3 separate regions of the Mus musculus genome follow, and regions 1 and 3 are each linked to region 2. The links are chromatin contacts, called in public Hi-C maps. All regions are on one chromosome and are shown on one strand. The core of a region is the stretch at or near the end of the contact, and the rest is flanking DNA. Distances in the headings are between cores, read along the strand shown.

Region 1 (4,592 bases), core at 1,973-4,472, 240 kb after region 2:
GGCTCACAAATGCCTGTAACTCTAGTTCCAAGGGATCTGACACGCTCTTCTAGTTCCTACAGATACCTGCATATGCACACAAAGCATACGCTCACACACACACACACACACACACACACAAATAAAAATTAAATCTTTAAAAAAAAAAGCGAAACTGGAAAGCTGGTGGCTCAATAGTTAAGAGAGCATGATGCTCTGGCAGAGGACTGAGTTCCCAGCATCCAAATCAGATGGCGTGCAACCACCTGGTATTCTAGCTCCAGGGGATCTGATGCCCTTCTTCTGGACTTCAGAGGTCCCTGTATTTACATGTGCACATATCCACAAAACACGCTGCACATTATTAAAAAGTAATAAAGTAATTGTTGCAGATATCCTAATGTTTCAGAAAGAATCACTAAGGTTAAGACATTACACCTTAAACACAAAGGCTCAAAACACCCAAAAGTTACTACCAAGTAAGGCGACAAATAAAATAACTTACTTTGAAGATCACCAGTAGGCCCAGACCTACCCTTAAAAAACGAACACACAAAAATCTTGATCTCTGATTTCTCTTAAAGCCATCCCTGAGCGTCCATCTGTCTTCTCGTTTGTTCTTCAAGCTCATATTCTCAGGCCACATAAGACTTGGAGGCTGGGGACAGCCCAGTTAGCAGAGCGCTTGATTAGCGCACACAAGGCCCTGGGTTTGATTCCCAGACCTGGTGGCACACACCTGTAATCCCAGTACTCAAGAGCTGAAGGCAGTAGGCCCAATGTCAGCCAGACTGGAAGCCAGAAAGGGATACATGAGAACCTGTTGGTAATGATGCTAATGATGATGATGACAATGACAATCACACACACACAGAGGCACGCACGCACGCACGCACATACGTATGTGACTGTATCCAACATGACCATATGACCCAGCCAGAGTCAACAAATCAAGACAGAAGGCTGAGGCAGTCGCCGGTCGGATCCTCTCGGGTGTAGGTCAGATTTGAACGGCCACCATGTCGAGCAAAAAAGCAAAGACCAAGACCACCAAGAAGCACCCTAAGCGCACAACGTCCAATGTGTTCGCCATGTTTGACCAGTCCCAGATCCAGGAGTTCAAAGAGGCCTTTAACATGATTGACCAGAACTGGGATGGCTTCATTGACGAGGAGGACCTGCACGACATGCTGGCGTCTCTGGGAAGAACCCCACTGATGCCTACCTGGACGCCATGATGAACGAGGCCCCGAGCCCCATCAATTTCACCATGTTCCTCGCCATGTTTGGAGAGAAGCTGAACGGAACTGACCCCGAGGACGTCATCAGAAACGCCTTCGCTTGCTTCCATGAGGAAGCCACAGGCACCATCCAGGAGGATTACCTGAGGGAGCTGCTGACCACCATGGGCGACCGCTTCACAGACGAGGAGGTGGGTGAGCTGTACAGAGAAGCCCCCATTGACAAAAAGGGGAACTTCAACTACATTGAGTTCACACGCATCCTGAAGCACGGCGCGAAAGACTAAGATGACTGAAGAGCTGCTGTGGCTGACACGCCTCTTGCGTTTGCTTGCTCACTTCCTGTCTCAGACACACACACCCCATAGGACCACTGCGTACCACTTATTTTCTCAGTCACTTCCCCTCCCCCATAGGACCTACTGTGTGCCACTTAGTTCAGAGCTTTTCCTCTTTTTTTAAAATGTATTTATTCCAGACCCTTTCTGTCACTTAGCTTGTGTATAATCAGACTGGAACGGGGGACAACGTTGTAAATTGTACTGAAAACGAGATGCAAATAAAAAATGAACCACTGTGAAAGCCCAAGACAATATATCCGGATTTCTGGTTTTGCTGGATTTTTTTTTTTTTACATTTTTATATAATAAAAATGTTATTTTGAAACCAAAAAAAAAAAAGAAGAAGGCTGAGCAGTTTATGGAAAGAATGACCTTTGCAGACGAAAACAGGTAAACTGGGTAGAAATATTTGGGAAGGGGTCGGGCATCTACTTCAGTTCTCCAAATCCAGCTGCTATCCAGCACTCAACAGATACAAGCCCCAAGATAAAATGTTCTGAGGACAGTGGAAGGGAGGAAGGAAGAAGTGTCTGATGTCATCACTCATGTGTCAGTTGCTCAGTTGCTTAAAGCCCCCGAGGTATCCTTAGAGGAGCAACCAAACCCACCATATCTGGTAGAAGTGGAGACTACAGGCTGGGGGATATAACTCAGCTGTGTGCACAAATGCCTCAGTTGGAGCCGCACCATGGCCTAAACCAGGAGTGCATGCCTGTTGCTTCAGCAACTTCAAGAGGCAGAGGCAGGGCTGAAGTTCACAGTAACCCTCAGCTAGATGCAGCTCGGGATACTCGACACCCTATCTCGAAAGATAAGAAGTCTGCGCTAGCTGACTCTCACTTCTCAAAGTCCAGGATATTCCAACGTCTTAAAGATGGAAAGCGAAGGTGTCAGACTGTCTGAGGCGGATCCCTAGCAAGCAGGGAAAGGACAGGTGACTAAAACCTCCATGCTGGCCTCTTGCCACCACCAACCTGCTTCTCAGCTCTCCTCCTCCACACACTCCTGTAACTCACTCAGAAGTCAGAGGAGCAACTCATCTGCTGGAATCAGATTTGAGCAGTAGGAAAGGGCGGCTGCTTTTTGGCCTCCCGAGAGCAGAAGTGGAGGAGGCTATGATGCCCACCTCTTTTTAACCCTTCAAAGACCATCAACTGATAAAGGCCATCCCAAAATCAGACTTTAAAAAAAAATCAGTCAATAGCTCTATGTGACTTTGGATTTTTTTTTTAAATCATTTAAACCCATTTTCTCCCAAGAAATAGCAGTGGGTGGACATCTTTGTTGGGGTTTCTCTTGCTGCGATAAAACACCATGACCAAAAGCAACTTGGGGAAGGAAAGGGTTTATTTCAGCTTATAACTCTCAAGTCACGCTCTGTCCCTGAGGAAAGTCAGGGCAGGAATATAGAAAGTGGATATGAAACAAAAGCAATGGAAGAGTGTTGCTCACTGGCTTATTAATCCATGGCTAGCTCAGCCTGCTTTCTTACACAACTAAGGACCATCTGCCAAAGATGGCACCACCCACAGGGGACAGGCCCCTCCCACACCAAGTCATATGTGGTTCTCAAGGATACCTTAGATTAGTTAGGAACTGCTCAACAGTCTTGACTGTAGGCCAGTCTTATAAAAGCCTTTTCCCTGTTCCTCTTCCTGAATGACTCTAGCTTGTGTCAGTTGGCATAAAACAGGCCAGCACAGGAGGGGCACAGGCAGTAGAGAAGGCAGTACATAAGTCAGTTGTTAGACACAGGATTCACGTGGGGCTCTCCACTCACAAAAGCTGATGTCAACAAATGACAGTAGAAAATGACTGTGCTGTGTGTACACTAGGTTTGGGGGCTGTCTGCTTGCTTGCTTGTGTTTTTGTTTTCGAGACCAACTAGGTCTCTCCCCAAAGCCAGCCCTGAACTCCTCTATAGTCAAAAAGTAACTTGGAATTTCTGAACCTCCAGGTTCCACTTCCCAAATCCAGGAATCACAGGTGAAAGCCACCGTGCAGGTTTTATTATTGTGTTAGAGGCTGAACCAAAGGCCTTGTGCATGCTGGGCAAGCACCCTACCAACTCGCTACGAAGGTCAGTCTTCAAGAACTAACTGCTCTGCCAGGCATGGCAGTTCACTCCTGTAATCACAAAAGCAAGAGGTAGAAACAGAGACTCGCTAAACTGGATGAGGCTTCTTCTTGCGGGCAGGACTGGATCCAATACGTTCTCAGAGTTAATTCAAGCTCTGCACACACACCAGGGGGCACTTACATGGCTTCTCTTCCTGACCCTTCTTTCCTGAGTGACCCGTCTAAGCAGAGAGACTAGACCCCAAAGAACAAGAAAGCCTCCTGCTCTCAGTGAAGAAACACTAGAATCAACATCAGAAAAGTACAGATGTTCAGAGCACCCCAGAAAGCCAGGCTGGGAAAAGAACCTTAGGGCTTGCCGATGAGAGGCCAAGTACTTCTCCACCTCTGATCCAGCAAGGGCAAAGTCATTATACATTATACACTGACGTTAACCGAGTACAAACCCACATAAAACAGTGATGCAGGGGGAAAATGTAAGCACGGCACAACGTGCTCAGAGGTGCTATGGGAGGGGACAACAGACAGAAGCACTCAGGCAGCCAAGGACCAAGACACTGCCAAAGTACTCAGAAGTAGGTCTGTGTGTCTGTGTCTGTGTGTGTGTGCGTGCGCGTGCGAATATATATAATGTGGTGTGTGAGGATAAATGTGTCCGGTGCAGATGTGTGTGGGAATATATTTATATACATGGAGAAAAAAATTACAATACAAATAGAGAAAATGTAAACACTGATAGACTGAGCAGATAGTATATGTCTTATTCAATACCACAGGCTAAGTAATTTATGGAGAACAGAGTCTATCTCTCATAATAGACTCTGGAAAGTGTGGCATAAGTCCAAGATGAAGACACTAGAATATTCAGTGTTCTGCATCTCCCATAGCAAAGAACTTGATGCCCCTGGCATGGCTAGATACAGAAGAGCAAAAGGGCTAATGTTCTGAGCTC
Region 2 (4,071 bases), core at 305-2,804:
CTACTACATCCACTGTTAAGTTTTATAATTTCGTGAGCTCATAACATGTTACCTATCATTTAAAATTGAGTTTTGCTAAGCATCTTGCTATGACTAAGCCATGGGAAGGTCTGTCTGTATGTCCTGTCTCACGTGACTGTAAGCATTACTCTGGGAAGGGGTCAAGAAGCTTCGTCAGGCACGAAAGCCGCCCAGAACGCAAGAAGCTTAGAGAGCCTGGTAAGATGGAGGTGCTGACGTAAGCACGACCCTGGTCACTGCTTCCCTGGGGATCTCTGGGCCAGAGACCACTGCAAAGGGTGAGAGAAAGCACAGTGGTCCCTTTGTACCTACGGGTTGTTCCCCTTAACTATAGCACATACATAATAACAATTATAGACCTGAACAGGCTGAGCTGGGCTCACCAGCACTCCATCGTCATCACTGGATAAAGCCACACCGTATCCATAGCTTAAATATGATATGTGACTAGGGGAGGGTTGGAGGGTTGGCTCAATGGTTAAGATCACTCGATACTTTTGAAGAGGACCCAGTTCAATTCCCAGCACACACAGGGCGGCTCCCAACTGTCTGTGACTCCAGTCTTATTCATACACATAAGATAGTAAAATAAATAAATCTAAAAAAAGTTTGTTCATAACAATAGTATATGACTAATAAACATTTTAAAGCCATGGCCTGATTAGCACACGTGCCTGGTATCTACAGGACCAGATTAGCACACATGCCTGACATGTATAGGACCCGAGTAGTATACATTCCTGGTATATACAGGACCTGATTAGCACACATGCCTGTTATATACAAGAAATAGAAGCTTGTTGCCTATGAGCCCTGCAATTTACTGTTTGTAAAATTCACAAATTATAAGGCATAAACTAAACTATCTTCTTGCAGCGTAATCAGCCTGACCTCTCTGACTTTTTTGATCATGAAACTCCAAGTTATTCACCGAGATGAGATGAAACTGTAGCCCAGGCTAGCCCCAAGCTTTATCTCTCAATCCTCTTGCCTAAGTCTCCCAGTGTAGGAATTTTAGATGTTTACCACACTACGCATGGGATTTTTTTTTTTCTTCCAAGAAACATCTTGCTGTGTTGTTCTCCAAGCTAACCTTGAACTCCTAGAGGTCATGCAACTCTTCTGCCTCAGCCCCCTGAGCAGCTAGGGCTACAGATGAGGACTGTAGTGCTGAGCTAAGGCTTTTCTTCTTTGGCATGGAAAGGACTCCTTGAGTATGTTCACAGAACACAAACAACTGGCTATTTAATTCTCAGAAGGAACACCTTGGCTCCTGGCTGTTAATGAGACCAGCTCCATCTCCATCAACACAGTCAACAGTGGCTTAAAGAGTCGAGAGGTCATTTATGTCCTTTTCCCTTTGCAATATTTATGTATATGAGTGTTTTGCCTGCAGGCACATTTATGCACCATGTGTGTGCAGTGACTACAGAGGCCAGAAGAGGGCATCAGATAGCCCAGAATTACAATTGTGGATGGTGGTGAGCCGCCATGTGGGCACTGAGAACCTTAAGCTGGTTCCTCTGCAGGAGCCGTCCTTTTCTTAGTCACAGAACCATCCCCCCACCAGGCCCACTTTCATCCTCTTCCAACATATAACATGATCAGACTGCCACAAGAGAAAAATCCATATTTCCTCAAAAAAAAAATATAATACTTTAGAGATCTGGGGTGACCTTTTCGGCTGGCAGAAACACTCCAAATCATAACTCTTCCAGTGGAAACAACCACTTGTATCTGTTATGCGCTTACGGTTGTCGAGAGTTTCCTAATAGAAGAAGTATAGCTCAAGAAGTTGATTTAAAATGCCACTCCCTATGACATTCTGCACTGTGGTTCCTCTTTCCAAAAGGAACCTCTGAGCTGTACTTCCAGTTCTGCTTTCTGTGGGGAGTCACTCCCCTGTTTCTATCCCCAGCTCCACGACAAGCAGCTCTGTGTCCCCCAGAAAGATGACTAAGAACCGAGAAGCCAGAACATTCCCCAAGAGAGGCCCTTGGTCCCCAAACCACTGTTTATTAGAACTGAAAGATGCACTGCTCTGCTAAGAAAAGGAACCTGCCAGTGGTTACCAAGGTGACAACCGCTAACACCTACTGAGAAACCATCTTTCTGCCCTTTGTAAAATCCCAGAACTTTCGGTATTGGTGTCTTATGCTCGCCAGCCCCCTATGATTTGTATGCAGAAGAACTGATAATAATCTCAGGCCCAGATCAGAAACTGCGTTCTCTATCTCTAAGGAGACTCAGACATCCACAGATGTCTCCAAGAATCTGTGTGAATGCAGTTTCAGCAAGCTGGGTGATGCATTAGATGGATGGTCGGGGAGGTGGGGGAGGGGGGTGTTACACCCACAAGATTTACCCCGTCAGTTCTGATAAGATGGTAGAAGTTGCACAAAATTGGAGCGCTTTCACTGTGGCAACCGCCAACTGATTTTAGAGTCACCGATTAAAAAGAAAGGTGTTCAGCAAGAGTCTGTCCTGATGACTCAACTCTTATCTGAGCATCATCTGTGGGTTTCAACGTCTTTGGTGGCAGCGCAGCCCTGCTTTTTGGACAAGCAAAGGCGACTTTCCACTCCGGGATTTCTGTGATAAGCAAGGTTATTTCTGCCAGCTCTGTGGCTCTGAATGAAGCTCATTCCATCCCACCAGCTACAATTACCACAAGTACATGCACGATTTGAAAATTATCTCAGACGGGGTGTTCGAGGACAGTGGTCGTAAACATTACCAGCTCGTAAATGTCCTCCTCGGGCTGCGGGATGTAGAACTGCACTCTGTTCTCCATTAGGAATTTCAGGCGCAGGTAATGGGCGGAATGATCCAGTTGATGTGTCTAGGACAGGAAGGGAGGAAAATGTCTGTTTAGTAGTGAACAGGAGGGATTCCGTCCTCGAGAGATCGGGAGACTTGTTATCTTGTTCCCTAAGGCAATGGGGATGGGGGTTGGGTGGCAGGTTTCTATACTTAAAAAAAAAAAAAGGTTAGACTACAAATCGGACCTGGAACTCATTAATAAAATGTCATACGGATCATGCAACTCAGTGCAGAAAACTGAGCCACAGACCCGTGTGTTTGGTTTGAGTTTTCAACTGTATCTCTTAAAGAAGCTCTTGCACGTCATGGCATACACTCACATGGTGAGGTGGAACGGACACACGGAGGAACGGAGGAACAGAGAAACAGAGAAACGGGGTGGGGGGGGTTACAATGAGAGAGAAAACGGCTGCTGGGCCCCAGGACAAGTGTTAGGGGCTCACTGCAAGCCGGCCATCACACAAGCAAGAAGAGGCCAGGGTTCCAGCCTTGCTTATGTATCCCAGAATGGGACTCCCTCGGGGCTGTGAGAGTGCACCTCCAGCCTGGGATGCACAGCAAATGGCTTGGGAATTAGAGCTCTCGGGGCCTCACCGTTCCTCTAAGACAGCTCCGTGGATCTACACTAAGATACCATCCTGGAGTTAATCTGACTAAAGAAGAACCATGATTAATATGGTTTTATAAATATTTTTCAATCCACAGCCAAGAAGACACATGGGAGAAAACAAACACGCTTTTCAAATGTTAGAAGACAACAAGGAATTACAGCACAAGAGAGGATTTAAACGGGTAGGTTTAATTTTGAAGTGTCGTTATCGTTTGAAACTGCACCTTAAAACACTAGCAAGGAAGAGATAAACTGTTTGGAATTTGCTTCCAAAGTCATTCACACTTGGAGACAGAATAAACAAACCAATGAAACATGGTAATTATATATCCTATGCAATGGGCACACGAGGATGTATTACATGGATCTCACTTCTACATACATTTGAAATTTCTCAACTTTTTAAAATAAAATTTCAATTTTATATGAAGTAAGCGATAAAAAAAAATGTCCTGTGGTGAGAACTATCTTTTAATAAGTAAAATTTAGTGTAGCAGGTAAGAACTCTTCCTTTATACTGCCAGTATGTATAAATACATAGCCCAAAATGGTGCTCCAGTCATTATCCCCTCAACGTTCAGTGAGACACAGCTCACAGTGTGAACAGGGTGCCAGGC
Region 3 (4,623 bases), core at 1,029-3,528, 190 kb after region 2:
ATTTGATGCCAAATGGAAACTCTTGGAATTCAATGATCCACTGATGAATCTGATTTCCTTGGTTGGTTTTTTGTTTGTTTGTTTGTTTGGTTGGTTGGTTGGTTGGTTGGTTTGTAGTAGTTATTGTTGTTGTTGTTTCTTTGTTTGGTCTTTTTCATATAGGGTCTCACTATGTAGCTCTGGCTGTCCTAGAACTCACACTATAGACTAGGCTGGCCTTGAACTTGAAGAGTTATGCCTCTCTAAGCACTGGGACTAAAGGCACACACCCACCATGCCTGGTTCCTCGATTCTTAAGTAGTTAGTGCTCACGGAACTACAGCAGTGGTTCACCCAGTGACAGTCTGGGGTATCCTCCCCACAGCACCAGCATCGTGGGGACAGGCTCCAGCTGCAAGGACTCTCCAGAAGGACTGCTGTGACTTCTGAGTGACAGCTTGCCCTTCCTGACTCTATATCCGTGTCCCAGGGAGGAGAGCTTCCCTGACAAGGGGAGCCTGGCCTGGCACACAGTAATCACTCGGTGAAGAACCACTGAAGTAATTACATATATTCCTCACATTATACTGTGGTTACATCCTGCTAAGCCACATACCTTCAAAATATCCCAGGCAGCCAGATGGCTCTTCAGGTAAAGGTATTTGCTGCCCAACATGATGACCTCAGTTCAGTCCCTGAGACCCCCACAGTGGAAGGAGAAAACTGGATCCCACCAATTGTTCTTTGACCAAATCCACTGTAGCAGGTGCTTAAGCACGCATGGGCTCACATGTGCACACACAAAATAAATAAAACGTTTAAAATGCAATAAGTCGAAAACATAATAAGTTAAAAATGCACTTGATTTCCCCCATCTACCAGATAGTGTTGCTTAGCAACACAGCACGCTGCAGAGTACCAGCTGTTTCCTCTCGTGACTGCGGGCCTAATTGGGAACTACAGCTCACTGCTGCTAGTCGGAATCAAGAGAGAAATTCAGATGGTGCATTGCCAGCTCAGGAAAAGAAACAGATTCAAAACTCCAAGTGTCATTCCTACTGGATTTCTATTGTGTGTTCATTATCATCAAGAAATGAATGAATGAATTAATGAATGAATGAACGAATGAACGAACGAACGAACGGAATACTGTAAGTGCAGACCCATCAAAAGTTATGTCCATTTATACTTGGTAAATGGATCAAGTGTCCTGGCTAACAGAGCCAGCCAGCATGAATCTTCTTTTCCGAAGCCACTCCTCATATTTAGGTCAGGCCGGAGCAGACCAAGAAGAGGTGCTTTAGCAACAACGTCCTTCATAGAGAATGACCCCCCCCCCCAGGGTCCCAAGAACATGGAGATGAGGCTCCTCCCTCCAGTGTCAGGCCAGAGCGCAGAGGAATAGCTCCACAATAGCAATGTCTATCTCTGGTTGAGAAACTCTGGTCTAGATTGCTCACTTCCTTTATAAGAGGACAAAATGCTGTCAAGAAAAATGAATTTCGAGCCCATATGCTAACTCACCTGATACCATGTCCCAGAGAAAGCGCTGTGCTGCGGTCTGCCGAGACTTCGAGAAGGGTAACTACTACAACAGTCAGGCTTGAGAGAGCAGAGGGGAAGGCCTGAGTCAGGCCAGCTTTGCAAGGAAGAGAGGTTTCAGGCTGGCTCAGCGGTCACACACTTACCTACCATATGTCGGGCCCTGAGTTTAATCTGGATGCACACCAATAAAAGGAAGAACAGAAATTAGAAAAAGAGTTGTTCATCTCACAGTTCTAGTGGTTTGAAGACCAAGATATGACAGCTCCATTGGTTTGGTCCCTGATAATCACAGCAGAACTCTGACGTGAGGAAGTAACCACAAGTGTATATACATACATACATACATAATTCACAGGTATGCCCCAGTCAACCCATAAGACCACCTATGGCTTACATGTTCCACATCACCTCCCAAGACTGCCAATGTGGGACCAAGTTCTCACTGCATGAACCTCTGTAGAACAGATACCTGCCCAAGTCATGTGCTGTCTCCATTAACTCCTAAGAAACACCTGGACGGGAAAAAGGGCATTGACAAGATGACCAAACACAGATCTGGCCTCAGTGATACCCAACACCATCTTCCCTTGACCCCGGAAGGAGTACCACAAACTTCCAAAGCACTCAGTAATTTACAACACATCCCACTGGTGCTATCCTGAGAGCAGATCCCCAAGAGACACTGCAGTTGGCAAGTCATTGGTATGCATAAGTGCCCTGTCTTATCTTCGCGCAAAAAAAAAAAAAAAAACACCATCAAAGGGAACCGAGAAGGAGAGCTGACTTCACCCACATCCTCACAAAGCTGGCAGCACAGCGTGCTAACCCAGACGACATCATCATCACGACGGACGCAAGAGAGGAGCCCACTTCTCTAAGACATGCAGTCCATGTGTAAGGAGAGAGCAGGGTGTCTCTCTCCCTGAAGTACTTGTCCAAGAAAGCAATGGCTAAAGCAGAACCAAGTGGACCCCGGGTGGGGTAAGATCTCACCACTCAGACTGTCTCCAGGGACTTGACCCCTTGTAACTACCTGCGTTCTCCATGCCTCAGTTTCCCTCACTGGGTAAAAAGGAGACAAAACAGAAGTCACACCTCCTAACATCATTAAGAGGAAGAAATGAGAGGGTAACAGAAACTCACGCCCAGTATTTACGACCCGCCATTACTTAGCATTGGAGCCATGTTCAGTGTAGCATCCACCAGCCTGTGCTGTATTTTTCAGTAGCTTAGCAACAGGCAGTGTTGAGTCAGAAGCGTAAGGAAAGTCTCAGGCAAAGGCTCTGTATTCACAATCCAGTATCGTTTCCCCTTTACCTGCAATCTGCTCAAACCCTATCTAAGTCCCAACTGTTCTAAGCCCCCATGGAAACAAGGAAGCCTGATGAGCCACTCGCCGGCCCCTCCCTCACCACCCCACGTCACATACCGCTGCTCTCTGCCTCTCCGCTCCATGTGTGACATACAGCCCCATTCTGGAAACCAAATAATCCCAATCCCTGCTCTAAAAGTAAACCGCGGCCCCGTGAGACAGCTCAGTGAGCTGAGGTCCTTGCTCAAAGGCTGATGAACATCTTTCTATGTTTCAGCCCCAAATCCCATGGCATCAAAGAACCAGGGCCATAGAATTGACCTCTGACCTACACACACACACACACACACACACACACACACACACACGAGGCATGCATGCATCCACGAATGCTCACACAATCAATCAACGAAAGTTAAGAAGGGAATAAAACAAGCCGGGCTTGGTGGCAAGCACCTTTAAGCCTCGCCCTCAGGAGGCACAGGTGGGCAGATCTCTGTATTCACGGATAGCCTGGGCTACAGAGCAAGTTCCAGGACAGCCAGGGCTATAGAGAAACCCTATTTTGTTGTTGTTGTTGTTTGTTTGTTTGAGACAGGGTTTCTCTGTATAGCCCTGGCTGTCCTGCAACTCACTTTGTAGACCAGGCTGGCCTCGAGCTCAAAAATCTACCTGCCTCTGCCTCCCGAGTGCTAGGATTAAAGGCGTGTGCCACCACGCCCGCCGAGAAACCCTATCTTGAGGAGGGGAAAAAAAACAAAACAAAACAAAAACCCAAAGTCTGTAACAGATGCCATCAGAGCTGCCCTGCTCCCAGATCAACGATGCTAACCAGGACCTGAAGCGAAGCCTTATGTGTTGTCAGTAGCTTACAAGAGACAAGTGAGCTTGACAGCTCTCCACTGTGGCCACGACTAGGGAAGGAGACGCTGGTGTTTCCTGTGCTTGGCATTCTAGTCCCAGGAGCCTCACAGAGCACCGAGGGGAGCAGAGTGAGGCCATCAAGATTCTCTTTCAGATCGGGAAGGCGGACCACGGCAAAGCAGAGAAGCTGCAACACGAGGACCACGGGACCGCTGGTCGCCTAATCAGTGGCCGCACGAGTCACCATGCTTCCTCTGCAAACTCAGGATAAGGGCAGAAACTCAGTGTGTCTTCCTTGTTCAACTTCTCTTTCCGGTGCGGAAGGGACTGTTCCGTTTTTCATCGTTTAAAAAAGAAAAAAAATCAGCTGTCAAGTGCTCGGATCATCACAACTGAAGGACACTGAAAACGTGACACAGAGGATTGACTAAGGCACTGCTGAAGGGACCCTGTATCCCAAGGATTGCTGAAGTATAAGCACTAACACTTAGTGAAAATGCAAAATTTATCAAAAAAGAAAAAAAACCCCAGCACTTTACCCGATATTTCCCAGCCCCTAGGAAACAGAAATGTGTTCTGCTACTAATCTCTAGCTAGCAGAACATAGATGATAAACTTGGAGCACAGGTTAGAGATAGGAGAGCTACAATGTAGAAAGAACCTCCGTTCCATAATAGTCATTTAGGAGTCAACTTCATATAGAAAAAAAAAAAAAAAAAAAACCTAACCTTTTGTTCAGTTAAGCCAATGTGTTTTGGACTTTAATTTAGGATTCGGTCTTTGGACACACCAATAAAGAATATGAATTTTACTAAAGAAAAACATTTCTGAAATAAATAAAATACAAATATTCCAATGAGGTCGGGAGGGGGGGATCCAGACCCCAGCCGTTGTAAGAGTGGACTTATAGACGAGGGACAGGT

The links. A called contact is a pair of places that touch in the nucleus more often than the background predicts.
Region 1: a contact with region 2 is called in a Hi-C map of bone marrow-derived macrophages, with 24 read pairs. The contact joins two enhancer-like sites. A contact is called at or near these places in 1 of 15 datasets of contacts at CTCF or cohesin (large pre-B cells), 1 of 484 Hi-C or Micro-C datasets (bone marrow-derived macrophages), 2 of 115 datasets of contacts at active chromatin or transcription factors (acute myeloid leukemia and fetal liver) and 3 of 9 other capture datasets (adipose tissue, embryonic stem cells and liver).
Region 3: a contact with region 2 is called in a Hi-C map of conventional dendritic cells, with 3 times the contacts expected there. The contact joins two enhancer-like sites. A contact is called at or near these places in 1 of 39 promoter capture datasets (hippocampal neurons), 16 of 484 Hi-C or Micro-C datasets (Kupffer cells, Sertoli cells, bone marrow-derived macrophages and 8 more), 4 of 115 datasets of contacts at active chromatin or transcription factors (acute myeloid leukemia, bone marrow-derived macrophages and neural progenitor cells) and 3 of 9 other capture datasets (adipose tissue, embryonic stem cells and liver).

The regions. Positions count from the first base shown.
Region 1 is chr16:90,088,984-90,093,575 of GRCm38.p6, forward strand. It overlaps a transcript of Tiam1 not described here and the pseudogene Gm2805. Among named protein-coding and RNA genes, the nearest start is that of Gm10789, 51 kb to the right of the region's middle. Within about 2 kb of position 3,223, at least 17 of the 459 cell types and tissues checked have an H3K27ac peak or open chromatin away from gene starts, as enhancers often do. A contact at or near this core is called in bone marrow-derived macrophages, where this site is marked.
Region 2 is chr16:89,846,892-89,850,962 of GRCm38.p6, forward strand. It overlaps Tiam1 (T cell lymphoma invasion and metastasis 1), which reads right to left. Exons shown (of 28, transcript NM_009384.3): 12 at 2,759-2,863. Among named protein-coding and RNA genes, the nearest start is that of Gm52239, 55 kb to the left of the region's middle. Within about 2 kb of position 1,555, at least 86 of the 459 cell types and tissues checked have an H3K27ac peak or open chromatin away from gene starts, as enhancers often do. A contact at or near this core is called in adipose tissue, bone marrow-derived macrophages, conventional dendritic cells and 1 more, where this site is marked.
Region 3 is chr16:90,040,268-90,044,890 of GRCm38.p6, forward strand. It overlaps a transcript of Tiam1 not described here. Among named protein-coding and RNA genes, the nearest start is that of Tiam1, 82 kb to the left of the region's middle. Within about 2 kb of position 2,279, at least 63 of the 459 cell types and tissues checked have an H3K27ac peak or open chromatin away from gene starts, as enhancers often do. A contact at or near this core is called in adipose tissue, bone marrow-derived macrophages, conventional dendritic cells and 1 more, where this site is marked.